4 separate regions of the Mus musculus genome follow, and regions 2, 3 and 4 are each linked to region 1. Evidence: chromatin contacts called from public HiChIP or PLAC-seq and promoter capture Hi-C data. All regions are on one chromosome and are shown on one strand. The core of a region is the stretch at or near the end of the contact, and the rest is flanking DNA. Distances in the headings are between cores, read along the strand shown. Region 1 overlaps Oprd1 (opioid receptor, delta 1). Region 2 holds the start of Srsf4 (serine and arginine-rich splicing factor 4). Region 3 overlaps Srsf4 (serine and arginine-rich splicing factor 4). Region 4 holds the start of Rcc1 (regulator of chromosome condensation 1).

The links. Promoter capture Hi-C pulls out the DNA fragments that hold promoters and counts their contacts. HiChIP or PLAC-seq counts read pairs in DNA pulled down with a chosen protein or histone mark.
Region 2: an H3K27ac HiChIP or PLAC-seq map of embryonic stem cells shows a contact between it and region 1, with 5 read pairs. The contact joins the promoter of Srsf4 here to the enhancer-like site in region 1. A contact is called at or near these places in 3 of 39 promoter capture datasets (erythroid cells, hippocampal neurons and stem cell-derived epiblast-like cells), 12 of 115 datasets of contacts at active chromatin or transcription factors (bone marrow-derived macrophages, cardiomyocytes, embryonic hindbrain and 6 more) and 3 of 9 other capture datasets (adipose tissue, liver and pancreatic islet).
Region 3: a promoter capture Hi-C map of embryonic stem cells shows a contact between it and region 1, with 2.4 times the contacts expected there. The contact joins two enhancer-like sites. A contact is called at or near these places in 5 of 39 promoter capture datasets (the HPC-7 cell line, cranial neural crest, embryonic stem cells and 1 more), 2 of 484 Hi-C or Micro-C datasets (both in embryonic stem cells), 8 of 115 datasets of contacts at active chromatin or transcription factors (astrocytes, embryonic stem cells, forebrain and 1 more) and 1 of 9 other capture datasets (embryonic stem cells).
Region 4: an H3K4me3 HiChIP or PLAC-seq map of embryonic stem cells shows a contact between it and region 1, with 4 times the contacts expected there. The contact joins the promoter of Rcc1 here to the enhancer-like site in region 1. A contact is called at or near these places in 1 of 39 promoter capture datasets (pre-B cells), 5 of 115 datasets of contacts at active chromatin or transcription factors (embryonic stem cells, fetal liver and large pre-B cells) and 2 of 9 other capture datasets (adipose tissue and liver).

The regions. Positions count from the first base shown.
Region 1 is chr4:132,127,683-132,130,917 of GRCm38.p6, reverse strand. All of the region lies in intron 1 of Oprd1 (opioid receptor, delta 1), which reads left to right. Among named protein-coding and RNA genes, the nearest start is that of n-TAcgc3, 4.0 kb to the right of the region's middle. Within about 2 kb of position 1,652, at least 44 of the 459 cell types and tissues checked have an H3K27ac peak or open chromatin away from gene starts, as enhancers often do. A contact at or near this core is called in embryonic stem cells, pancreatic islet and stem cell-derived epiblast-like cells, where this site is marked.
Region 2 is chr4:131,872,141-131,875,375 of GRCm38.p6, reverse strand. Srsf4 (serine and arginine-rich splicing factor 4) reads right to left here and starts at 1,737. Exons shown (of 6, transcript NM_020587.2): 1 at 1,506-1,737. The coding sequence starts at 1,612.
Region 3 is chr4:131,899,876-131,903,110 of GRCm38.p6, reverse strand. It overlaps Srsf4 (serine and arginine-rich splicing factor 4), which reads right to left. Exons shown (of 6, transcript NM_020587.2): 5 at 2,960-3,049; 6 at 1,386-2,846. The coding sequence ends at 2,039. It overlaps Gm12992 (predicted gene 12992), which reads left to right. Exons shown (of 5, transcript NR_102393.1): 5 at 1-3,235. It also overlaps the pseudogene Gm12978. Among named protein-coding and RNA genes, the nearest start is that of Gm12992, 19 kb to the left of the region's middle. Within about 2 kb of position 1,675, at least 14 of the 459 cell types and tissues checked have an H3K27ac peak or open chromatin away from gene starts, as enhancers often do. A contact at or near this core is called in embryonic stem cells, where this site is marked.
Region 4 is chr4:132,344,253-132,347,487 of GRCm38.p6, reverse strand. Rcc1 (regulator of chromosome condensation 1) reads left to right here and starts at 1,738. Exons shown (of 10, transcript NM_133878.3): 1 at 1,738-1,842. RefSeq lists a cis regulatory region at 1,336-2,183.

The DNA.
Region 1 (3,235 bases), core at 403-2,902:
GTCTCCTCCCCCCTCCTCTTCGCCCCCCCCCCTCTTGCGCGCGCGCATCTCCTGGGCTTTGCCCTGTCTCTGGCTCCTCCCCCTTCATGGCTCCTCCCCCTTCATGGCTCCTCCCCTTTATGGCTTTTCCTAGAGCAGAAACCGTTTCCTCCGTCCTTTATCCTGTTCCTAGCTCACTCGGGCCTTTGGCCCTAAGAAGCCATCACTAAATAGTTCTTAAGTCTCTAACAGCCACTTGGATCCATCGGTAGAGTTTCTGGGCTCTACAAACAGAAACTCACCAGCCGCCAGATAAAAGGGACAGGAGCCACGCGAGAATGGCAGGCCACCACCCCTCCAGGGCACTGTCTTTTCACTTCCTTTATCAAGTAACTCTCTCCTCCAGGGAGATTTTCTCTGATGGTTGGCAACAGTGACCCCTGTGTCCCATCAAAGCAGGCACCGGATACTGTTCTTCCCCCACTCTCAACCCCTTCCTGTGTGCAGTCTGTCTAACTCTGGGAGTTGTACATATAAGCAATAATTGTCCTACCACTGAAGCACACCGAACCTCCATGTTCTATTTCAAACACTCAACTACTCATCTCTGTTCCTATGAGTAGGTGTGGGGTGGGGGAGTCTGGCACATATGGTTTGTAGGAGGGTCATGCCCTGTTTCTGGAAATCCAGGCACTGACTTCCACACTGAAGGATTCTCTAACTCTCTCTCCCTTTCCCCTGCACCCCAACACACACATAGACACACACAGGGACACAAAGATATACAGACATAGACACACACAGACACACACGGATATACAGACATACACACACAGAGAAACACACAGACACACAGACACAGACATATACACACACACACATACACACAGACACACAGATATACAGACATACACACACAGAGAAACACACAGACACACAGACACAGACATACACACACACACACACACACAGACACACACAGACACACACACACACACACACAGACACACACACACACACACACACACACCTAGTATCAGCCTCAGGGTGTCGTGCCTCTAGAACCAACCACCTTGTTTTTTTGAGATAGGATCTCTCACTGGAAGCTGTGTACCCAGCCAGCATGTCCCAGCAAATGTCTGTCTTGCCTCCTCAGCCCACCACACCTGTCTTGTTTCTGTGACTCCTGGGGACTGAACTCAGGTCCCCATGCTCACACAGAAAACACTTTCCTAAGTGAGCCATCAGATCTCCAGCCCCAGATTCTTCCACACTATCTGGATACAGTTCACCCCACACTCCAGCCATCCTTAAGCAGGGTCAGGATGAGGGAAGGGAGAACTCTTTGAGTGTGCTTTGGGTTTCCAATGGAAGCTAGGCCTTTAGCCTGGTTGCTGCTAACTATAGCCTGGCAGGTCTCTCCACTCACGTTCAACTCGGGGGGGCCTTTTGCTTCCGAGGCCTGGCCATAATCTTCCCCTTGATAAGCAAGCTCTCTGGGCTTCATTATAATTAACCACTTTCCTTCTCCGGGTTCTGCCAAACTGAGACAGCTAATTAATTTCTGGCCAAGTGCCATCCCTCTTAAGTGGTGGGCAGGGACACAGTTTGCTGTCGTCCTCCTTGCCCGACCAGGCTTGTTTTGTCCTTTGGGAGAGCAATCACCCTTTGTCTGCAAATAAAGGGAGCTCCAGCTGGACCCCTGGGCTGCTGGTGCAGGCTTTGTTGACTCATCTCTGTTCCCTCTCTGTGCACCCAGCCTCTGGGGTCACTGCTATAGCACAGCCTCAGAGCCTTCATTTGTAAAACAAAGGGATTGAACTTGAATTTTAGAATCCCAGGAACTGGAGACCTAACTTAAGGCCTGCTAGTCAGCTTCACCTCTCCACCCCTCAGCCTTCTCCACCTGTAAAAAGGGGATAGTGATGTTCCTGTGGCTTTGCTGGTTCAGTGGAGAATGACTTGTGTGTCCCCAGCATGTAAGCCCGTCCACAAGTGTCTGGACCGTGGTGCTGCCCACCTTTAATCCCAGCTGAGGCAGGTGGATCTCTGAGTTCAAGGCCAGCCTGCTCTACAGAGTGAATTCCAGGACAGCCAGAGCTACACAGAGAAAGCCTGTCTCGAAGAACTAAGGCAAACCACACTAAACCAAACCAAACAGTCTGCATATGAGACACGCAGCCAGCTCGCTTTCCTGTCAGCGTTAATAGTCTGTGTGCACAGGCCTGTGTCACAGAACTCTGGAGGACTACAAGGTCAAGGGTAACCTGGGTTACAGGGTAAAATCCTTTTTCAGGCAGCGACAACATATCCCTGTGCCTATAAAACAAACAAACAATAAAAAAAAAAAAAAAAAAAACTCACCTCAAAACCAAAGAAGCTTCCAGAATTTCTTCCTTCAAAAGGCTAGAGGCGCCGGGCATTGGTGGCGCACACCTTTAATCCCAGCACTTGGGAGGCAGAGGCAGGCGGATTTCTGTGTTCGTGGTCAGCCTGGTCTACAGAGTGAGTTCCAGGTCAGCCAAGGGCTACACAGAGAAACCCTGTCTCGAAAAAAAAGGCTAGAGGCCTAAACTTAAGGTGTGGTCAGGCTCTGAGAAGAATCCCTCCTGTGCTGAGCTGGGGCTCTGGCAGTCCTCACCACCCTTTGGCCTCTGTCCTCACAAGGGCACATTCTTTATTTCCTCATGCTCGCCTCTGCGTGTGCATCCTCTCTTCGACTTTTCTTATAAGTCGAGGTGGGGAGTGGCTGAGTTGGTGAAGGGACTCGCTGCTAAACCTGATGACATTAAGTCCAGTCCTTGGGACCAAAAGATGGAAGGAGAACACTTGGGAGGTAGAGGCAGATGGATTTCTGAGTTTGAGGCCAGCCTGGTCTACCAAGTGAGTTCCAGGACAGCCAGGGCTACACAGAGAAACCCTGTCTTGAAAAACTAACCAACCAAAGAAACAAACAAAACAAACAAACCCCCAAAATGGGAATTCACTCCTAAAAGCTGTCCTTGGCCCTCCACATGCACGGTATGGCAGGTATCACCCCCACCCCAAATAAATAAACATTAACAAGAATACCAGGATGCTGGAGAGAGAGCTCAATGGTAGAGGCAACATCCTGGGTTCAATCCCAAGGTCACAAAGAAACGAAACCTTTAATAGGGATAGAACTTGGACAGGAGATGTAGCTCAGTGCTTTTCTGCCGGTGTACCCAAGGCCCTAGTCTCAATATCAGTGTTTGAGGGGAGGGGCTTAGGACAT
Region 2 (3,235 bases), core at 488-2,987, 260 kb after region 1:
AGAGACCTCACCAAATATACTGCTAGCAAACACTAAGGGGCTAAGATGCTGCTTAATGACTCTATTACAGAGGATGGCGAAAGCTTTATACTTTTTCTACCTGACCTTCCTTTTTATGAATGAGAAAACAGGTTCAGAGAAACTAAGTCACTTGCTCAAAGAAACTTAAATTGAGGAGCAAGGTTTGACTCAGACTTATCTGTCTTCCAAACCCCTTGTTTTTCCCCTACAAAAGGGAGGGGGTAAGGGGGGTCGGTTAATCTCTCACATGTAAGGTTAAATATCACAAAAACAATACTCTCATGCCAGCTGGTTCGCTCTGTAAGAACAAAAATGAGAAATTGTCTTTGTGAATCGAATCCAGGATTCATAAACATTTTATCGAAGTCTTGTTCTCAGCAAGGAGAGTCTTTTAAGTGTCAATTATTCGAAATCTAGACAGCTTTGAGAACCTGCTGGTTCATTTGCCATTCATACTAAAGTGTATGTCTTCTCAAATGTCAATTACTACTGGTCTCATTGGACCAAACACAAAGTCGAAAAAAACAAAACAGGCAAGAAATAAACACAGCAAAAACCAAGGGTTCCCCTAACACCCAAGGTTTAGTGCTTCCGACGCCGTTCCGGTGCTTAATGCCTTTCAAGTCCTACCTAATAATTCTCAGCTCCCAAGCAAAAGATGCTCGTACAATCTCTAGGCATGACAACTCACCCGTTTTCCCCGAACCTGGTAGTCCCTGCTAGCCTTGCTTCGCCAAAGCAGATTAGAAATACAAGCCCAGATTGTACGGGGAAAGCTGTTAAGTAGGCAATTTGGAGATGTGTCTCCACTTGCACCAGCAGCCGACGCAGACCTGGCCAGGATGGCCCTTACCCACTCAAAAAATCCTACGACAGCAATCATTTTCCGGCAAGTTGGAGAGCCGAAACCACAACGTGGAAAACTCTGTAAGGACTCCCCAAGATAACGAGCTAGGACTTTAATTTACTCTCGGAAAGGGAGCGGTCAAGGCTTGAAGCGCGGCAAGCCAGTACTTTCGAAACTGTCACTGCACTACAAAAACTAGTGTCTCCCGCCCAAAGTGTGGCACGCGAAAAAGCCAGAGCTCCAGTCCTCAGAAACACACGCCGGGAAGCCTCTGGCCGGTCAGGCTGGGGAACGGGGAGAAGAGGGCCGGAACCCTCATCTGCTCCTGGCAGCCCCAGAGCGGGAAAGGGCCGCCTCGGACCCATAGTCCAGCGACGGAAACCCAGGCCTCCCCGGCGCCCGGAGCCCCAGTCTAACCCGGGCCTCCGTCCCCATTATCCCGCCACCACCCCCGCCCGCGCAGGCGCAGTGGGAGCCGGGCCTACCCGCGCCCCCGAGGCACCGCCGCCATGGCGGAGCGGAGGAGGCCGGCGGCGGCTTAGCGCCCAGCGAGCGCCGCGCTCGCGTCCCCGCGGCCTCCTAGCCACAGCCGCGGCCCTGTCAGCCCCCCGGCCGGCCCCTCCGCCGCCCTCCTCACCCGTTCTTCAGATCCACCTCCAGGATCTTCCCGTAGCCCTTAAAGAAGCGCTCCACATCGCGCTCCCGGGCCTGGTAGCTCAGGCGGCCGATGTACACCCGCGGCATTCCGGCGGCGGCAGCTGGCCCCGGCCCCCCTCAGGCGGCGGCCGGCGAAGGGAAAACGCGGCGGCGGCGGTAACGGGCGGGCGGCGGGACGGACGCAGCCGAAGCCCGGCGACGTACGCGAGCACGCAGCTCGAGAACGCGCGCCCCCGTCTCCCTACCCCCCCCCCCCCGGCGGAGGGGAACGGGAGGGAGCGCGCGCCCGCTTCCCGCCTGGTCAGGGGCGGGGGCGGGGCTTTACTGGAGGCGCGCCGGCGCGGGGCGGGACCTGGCCGAGTGAGCGACAGCTGCAGCACGTCCTCTCGCGAGCTCGCCGTGGCAGCGGCACTTCCCCCGGAAGTGCCTGCGCGGGTGCGCGCCGAGCGGGTGTTCCCGCCTTTGTCCTTTGCTCTGGTAGACTTTCTGTTTTGGGGTGGTTTTCGGTAAACGTCCCTGTGGGAAGTTAGTGGATCCATGACCTTGGGCCCATTTTCCTTTCTCTCGGATCTTTGAGTCTCTTTTATCTTCCTTGTACTTTCAGGGTTGTCTCTACAGTGTCGATACTAGGTATGTAAAAGTGTTCCAATAATTGGTTCGGTATTATTTTGCGGTGTTGTGGATCGAACTCAGGGCCATACGGATGTTAACAAGTGCCCTATCTCTGAGTTACATCTCAGATTTAATTTTTATTTTTTAAAGCACTGACTGCCAGAGGTCCTGAGTTCAATTGCCAGCAACCACATGGTGGCTCACAACCATCTGTAATGGGAATCGGATGCCCTCTTCTAGGGTGTCTGTCTAAAAACAGCTACACTGTACTCATACACATAAAATAAATCCTTAAACAAAAAAGTTCTGACTGTCCTAGAAATAGCCCTGTAGACCAGGCTGGCCTGAAACTTTGCCTGTCTGCCTATTGGCTGGGATTAAAAGCATGTGCCAAACTATGTCCGTTCAGTTTAGTGCCTTGTAGTTAGATTAAGCACGACAGAAAATTACTATTTTCTTTTTTTGTTTATTCATTTTGAGAAAGGGTTTTTCTGTATATCCCCGGCTGTCCCGGAACTCCCTCTGTGGACCAGGCTGGCTTCAAACCTGCCTGCTTCCCAAGTGCTAGAGTTAAAGGTGTACCCCATCTCTGCCAGCTCAGAAAAAATTTCTAACCTGCAAGATTATAATCTATAGATGTCCAGTGTATTGCCAAAATAACCAAATGTAATGAACTGTGCTGGGGCATGTGGGTGCTCAGTAATGAAAGGTTCCTTTTCAGCTTTGCCCAGGAATCACTGAGGGGTTTAGTCTCTTTACTGCATTTCCACTTTAACTGATGTGCTGGGTAAAGTTTTCTCTTCTGCATCTTCTGCTTTCCTTTCTAGAGGCAGTTTCTTAAGTATTCCTTTAGAAGTTAATTTACCATACAGCACTTGGCTTTTCTTTTTTAAGACAAGAACTTTCTATGTCTAATGGCCTTTGACTAACCTGTAAAAGCCTTTCTAAGAACTGTGATTGTCAATTGCAGGTGTGCATCACACCTGATTTTTTTTTTTTTTTTTTTTTTTTTTTTTGAGACAGGGTTTCTCTGTATAGCCCTGACTGTCCTGGAACTCACTCTGTAGACCAGGCTGGCCTCGAACTCAGAAATCCACC
Region 3 (3,235 bases), core at 426-2,925, 230 kb after region 1:
GCTCGATTATGTTTTGCTGTTTATGCAGTTTTGGATAAAGTAAAAACGAAGAAATCAACAAAGACTATTAATCCCTCTAAGTATCAGACCATCAGGAAAGCCGGGAAAGTGCATTATCCTGTCGCATGGGTAAATACCATGGTTTTTGACTTCAAAGGACAGCTGAGGTCTGGAGACGTCATATTGCATAGCTGGTCTTCGTTTCCTGACGAGCTGGAAGAAATGCTGAATCCCATGGGGACTGTGCAGACGAACCCATATGCCGAGAACGCCACCGCCTTGCACATTACGTTCCCAGAGAATAAGAAGCAGCCGTGTTAGCATCCTTGTCAGGATGCTGCACTGATGAACCCAGATAAAGGGAAGGTGAGTTCAAGAGTCTGGGAGGTTTTTTAGTTTGGCTGCCTGGTCTGTCCTGGGATTCCATGGTCCAATCTGACCCAATTCACCTACTTCTCCAAGAGCTCAGAATGGCCATCCAAATCTCCCACTGCCATGTCTCACTGGTCTTTTATACCCTCTCCTGACCACACTCCATAACATTTTTTTTTTTTTTTGGATAGTGTTTCTCTGTGTAGCCCTGGTTGTCCTGAGACTCACTCTGTAGATCAGACTGGCCACCGAATTGCTGGGATTAAAGGTGTGTGCCACCACCGCCTGGCCTGACGTCTTGTGCTGCCCATACAGACCCCGCCCCCTGCACTCAAGCTCCTCCCCATACTTCCTCTGGGCACCATCACTGCTGGGCTTAACTACCACTTAGTCAAACCCACATGGCCTGTGCTTTTTACCACTGAGGGAGGCTGCCTTCTCAGAAGGCCCACTTGCCCTTAGTGCTGACCATTTACAGGCAGGTCATGGACTCCGGGAAGGGAGAAAACCATCTGATTTTGTATTTCCAGGCCCTGTAGGTCTGGCTTATGGACAAGCAGTGTGAACTCTAGGGACAGATCCCAACAGACGCCTGCATAGCTCCCAGGTTGGCCCATGCACTAAGGAGGCCAGGATCCACCTTGCCACACGTGCCACCCCTCAGCACCATCTCAGGCACCTCCTGAGCTATGACAATTAGTGCGAGAATGACTGGGGCATGGTATTCCAGTGGCATACCCCTGGTTTCCGGTGCAGATTTTACGGTGACAAGAGGATCATGACAAGACCGACAGGCACCAGAACCCCCTCTGCTCATGAAGAACTCACAGGCGACACGGCTTCCAAATGGCCTCACTTCTCCTCAGCTTGACCACAGCTTCTCAAGAGAACCCCAGAACCCCAGACTCTTGGGGACTTGCCTTCATTCTGCTGGGTGAATATTCCTTTGGGAAATATTGCTTCTCACCACAGGGAAAACAGCAGGACAGATGACACACCAGGAAATGCCATTTAGATTCAAGCGCGGTGAAATTTTGTCAAGCAAAAATAGTCTTTATTCAAATTTAATGGAAACAGGGGTCACTATACTTTGCAAGACGGGGAAAAATAAAATTAAAAAAAATCTTTCCTTTTAATATAAAACAATATAATCACAATACCAGAATGTGGAGCTCCTACAGTGTTACTTCCTAGGGGCTACGCAGGGATCCGTTTCTCTCCACTGTGCTATTCACAACGTTGGTAAGTCCAGAAACAGGAAACCGAAGTGGTGGGAGACTGAAGACTTGCACTTTCACTACGTGGCACACATCAAAGGGCATCGATTCAAGGGCAGACGGCTGAGCTCAGCACACCTACCTACGCCATCACTCCAGCCTGAGAAGCCAGCCGTCTGGGTGCCGAGCTCCCTATAGCCGTGGCCAGGCCTGAAAGGCAGGCGTCTGGGTGTCCTACTGTGAGTAAGGGGAGGTCTGAGGAGCTGCTTTCAGTAGAGCGGGAAGGCCTGGCGCCTGGAGGCTGACCGAGGAAGCACTGAGATTGAACAACTGAGACACACCTTTAGGGAGTTAATGTACAGCAGTGACGGGTGTTCTACTTCACTCTTGTGCTACGGCTACCAACATGTACAAAACACTTCTCGGCAGTTCCAGCGTGGCAGAGCCAGTTAGGACCTTGAGTGGGACCTGGATCTAGACCGGGAGGGCGACCTGGAAGCAGACCTGGATGGAGACTTGGACCGAGAGCGTGTTTTTGAAGCCGATTTTGACCTGGAGCGCGACTCTGCCGGGACATTGGGTTTGGATTTGGAGGTGGATCTTGACCTGGCCCGGGGCTCTGGATTGGGGGCCTCGCTCTCACCCTCTGCCCGGCTTTCCCTCTGGCCAGACTCTGCCTTGGCATGTTCGCGCTCCTTTGACACCGAGCGGGACGGTGACCGGGAGTGGTCGGTGTCCTTCTTCTTCTTGCTGCTGCTGCTACTGACTTTGCTGTCCCGCTTGCTGCTGTGTTTTCGGCTGCGCTCGCTCTTGCTGCGGCTGCGGCTTCGACTTTCGTCCCTGCTTCTCTTCCTTCCCTTCCGCTTGTCCTTGCTGCGGCTGCGGCTCCGGCTGCCCACCTTGCTCCGGCTGCGGCTGCGGCTCTTGAGAAGGCTCTTCTCCTGGCTGCGGCTCTTCTCCTGGCTGCGAGCCCTGCTCACGCTCCTTCGCCTCTCCTCCTCTGCTCTCCTCTCCTGGCTCCTGCTCCGACTTTTACTGTCATGGCGGCTGGGGCTGTGGCTCTTGGCTTTGCCGGCGCTGTCGTTGTTTTGGAGCTTGTCCTCGGCGTGGTCTTTACTCTTACTGCGGCTCTTGTCAGGGCTGCGGCTGCGACTGCGGCTCTTGTTGTCTTTGCTGGGGCTCCGGCTTTTCTCCTTCTTACTGCGGCTGCGGCTCTGACTGCGACTGCGGCTCTTGCTGCGGGAGTGGGAACCTGACCTGGAAGACAGAGGAGCCGGGTGAGTAATGGGTGACTAGCCACTTTCTGTCAGGAACTGGAGAGAGCACGGGCATGCGTGTGGGGCGTGGGAGCAGGGGAGCTGCAGGCCCACCTGGATCGAGACCGGCTCTTCGAATGGCTGCTTTTACTGCTACCACTCCGGCTTCTGCTCTTCCGGGAATGTCTGCTTCGAGAGCGAGACCTGTGGTGCAGAAAAACAAAAAACAACATAGTTTTTGAGACAAGGTGCCAGTAACCTTGGCTAGCCCGGAACTTGCTAGGTAGAGCAGGCTGGCCTGAACTCACAGAAATTCACCTGCTTCGACTTCTTGAGCCCTGGGATTAAAGGCGTTAGAAAAAAAGACAATTTAAATTGCCTGTAAGGGGT
Region 4 (3,235 bases), core at 489-2,988, 220 kb before region 1:
TTTTTTTTTTTTCTCCTCAGGGACACTTTAAATCTTATAGGGCTGCTTGTGTAAGGATTTTAGTGAGAGTTTTTTGGTTTTTCTTTTTCTTTTTTCTTTTTTTTTTTTTTTTTTTTTTTTTTTTTTTTTTTTTGGTTTTTCGAGACAGGGTTTCTCTGTATAGCCCTGGCTGTCCTGGAACTCACTTTGTACTTTGTAGACCAGGCTGGCCTCAAACTCAGAAATCTGCCTGCCTCTGCCTCCCGAGTGCTGGGATCAAAGGCGTGCGCCACCACGTCCAGCAAAGATTTATTTATTATTATACATAAGTACACTGTAGCTGTCTTCTGACTCGCAAGAGGACGTCAGATCTCATTACGGGTGGTTGTGAGCCACCATGTGGTTGCTGGGATTGGAACTCTGGACCTTCAGAAGTCAGTGCTCTTACTTGCTGAGCCATCTCTCCAGCCCCTCCTCCTCCTCCTCCTCCTCCTCCTCCTCCTCCTCCTTCTTCCTTTTTTAAATTTGTTTTTTAGTGTAGGAGTGCGTACACCTTCAGGCCAGAAGAGGGCATCAGATCCCTTTTATAAATGGTCGTGAGCCACCATGTGGTTGCTGGGAATTGAACTCAGGACCTCTGCCAGAGCAGCCAAGGGTTCTTAACCACTGAGCCATCTCTCCAGCCCTAAGCCATTTTTCACAGTGTTCTGCTTCTGGTGTTAGCTCCCAACTCCAACAATTCCCAGCTCTGAGTCATCTTTTCCTGCTCCCAGCCCTTACTCCCCCCTCCTTCCCTTACTATCTTGTAGTTGAGCCTTGCACCGCACACTTAGACAAAGCACTCAGCCACTGAACTACAACCAGTGCCCCTCTTCTCGCCCCAGGTTTTTTTCCTTCTTCTTCTTCTTTCTTTATGGGATAGAATCTCACTATGTATCCCTCCTGCCTCAGCTTCTGGAATGATGGGATTGTAGGCGGTGCCACCAACCCAGGCATTACCGAATCTACTTCCTGCTTGCTCTTTGCCTCTCCATTCTTGGTTACACTTTACCCAAAGTCCATTAAAGTTGTGAACATTTCATCTTGTGAGCAGAACCTTCCCATAATCACACACTGTCCCCGTAGACTAGACCTTTACCCTCTACTTTCAGACTATATGGCAGTTTCACATGTCTTACTCTCTGTCATTGCAAATGTCACCTCTCTGGGACAGGAAAGATGGCTCAGTGGTTAAGGGTGCTTGTTGCTCATGCAGAAGATGGGAATCCCATTCTAGCACATACATGGCAGGTCGCATCCATTTGTAACGCCAGTTCTACTGCAACCAATGCTCTCTTTCTGGCCTTTGAACTGTATACATACGTGGTACACAGATGTACCTACATGAAAAGCACTCATACATATAATAAATAAGGAAATGTTATTCATCCTGAATGCCTCTTCCACTTAGACTAATTAGCCGTTCCTGAGCCCTACCTAGACTGAATCAGATGGCTCTGTATAGATTGGGGTCTTTTGAGCCTTCTGCATATATAATTTGAAAACAAGAACCATCAGCCTTGTTTTGTTCCGTGCAGACCTCACGCACCAGATTTTCCTAAACAAACAGGAATTCTAGTAGTTCCTCCAGTTGGTTATTTGTCCACTCATCCCACTTTGGGGAGGAAATCTCCCAAGTACAGAATGCTGTGTACAAACTAGGAGCAGCCGCTCGCACTTCCCGCGGTGGCCGCCAGGGGCCGCCCGGCTCTGTGTTTTCCCTTCTGGCCAGGGTCGCGGCCGGAGGCCCGCAGAGCGCATGCTCGGGGCAGTTCACCGCCGGCCGCCGAGCGCCGGAGTTGCTTGTGGCCGCCCTGTCCCGAGGTAGGTCGCGCTCCGGTTCGTAGGGAGCCCTGGGGACGGGAAACCCGGAGGTGCGCGAGGTCGTGGTAGGCCGAGATCGCAACCTACATGGCGGGCTGCACGTGAAGCCGGCGGCGCTCCAGGCGCACGAGCTCCGGCCCGCGTGGGCCCCGCCTCGCCGGCGCTCGGGCCCCTTAGCCGTCGCGCTTGGGGCGCGCACTCCGCTCCGTGGCGGGAGATTCAAACGACTGATGCGCGGGGACCCGGGCGCGCGCGGCGGCGGGGAACTTGGGGAGCCGCCGGTGGGGAGGGGCCAGCAGCGTTCACAGACCGTGGCCTGTCCTTAACCCTCTTCAACCCCGTGTCACCCGGTTGTTCCGTGCCGCTGGGGAACAATGGTGACAAAGGCGGGTCTCCGTGACCTTTGCGGGACGCAGGGGCTCCCAGGCGAGTCTTCCGTGGGTCCACAGTTAGGGTCTCCTGAGATCAGCAAAGTATGCCCGTGGAACTTGAACGTCGCTGCTGCCACGTCTTTGGTTCATCCTAAATTAAGTCCTCCGACCACGTGTGCCGTGGGACAAGCTGAGGGTATGAAACAGACCCGGAAACTCCAAAGCAGAAGCCGTAACCGGGCTGTGGAGGGTTGGGGATAGCTTTCCAGGTGAGATTTTAATATGTTTGGGGTAACAGAATCAGGGTGATCCAGACATGGGGTACATACAGCACATGCAACCACTCGAAGAGTTTGGGTCATAGACATTGGTGCTTGTGGGGAGGGTGTGGAGGATACAGAGAAGGCTGCGTCACCCAAGAAGAGCATGCTAATGGAGCTCAGAAAAGATGAGTTAGAAGTGATTCACCAGGTTCTGGTTGCAGAGGCAACCAAGAGCAGGAGTCTGGATCGGGCAGGTCCCACTAGGTTCTCTTAAACCTTAGTCTCCTTGCCTTTAAAGGGAAAGTAATGTGTCCTATAATCTGTGCAAAGCTAGTTACTCAAACATCCCCCAGAACTATTGCCCCTCTCTCTCTAGGAAAAAAAAATTAACAGATAGCCCGAGGCTGTATCACTTACTTCTGGACCTGGGTGATGGACTTCCTGGTGTGGCTTGAGCGTGCTCAGTTCTCAGTTAGTTACTGGCCGCACACAGCAGCAGCCTGCCCAGGCTTTGCCTTCTCTCCTGGTAGCCTTTCTCACAGAGATATTCTTCCCTAAGTCTAGCTGGAAAGTTCTGAGTGTGGGGGGAAGGGAGGGACCACCGCTGGGGTTACCAAATGCTCCAGAAGTGGGAGTAACTGGAAAACCCTCCTCCTGGTGGGTTGTCTAACCTAGTCTACCCACCCCTTTGACTTAGCAGGTAAGGCTGTGAGCAGCTCCAGTCCTGGGTGTGTGTGTGTGTGTGTGTGTGTGTGTGTG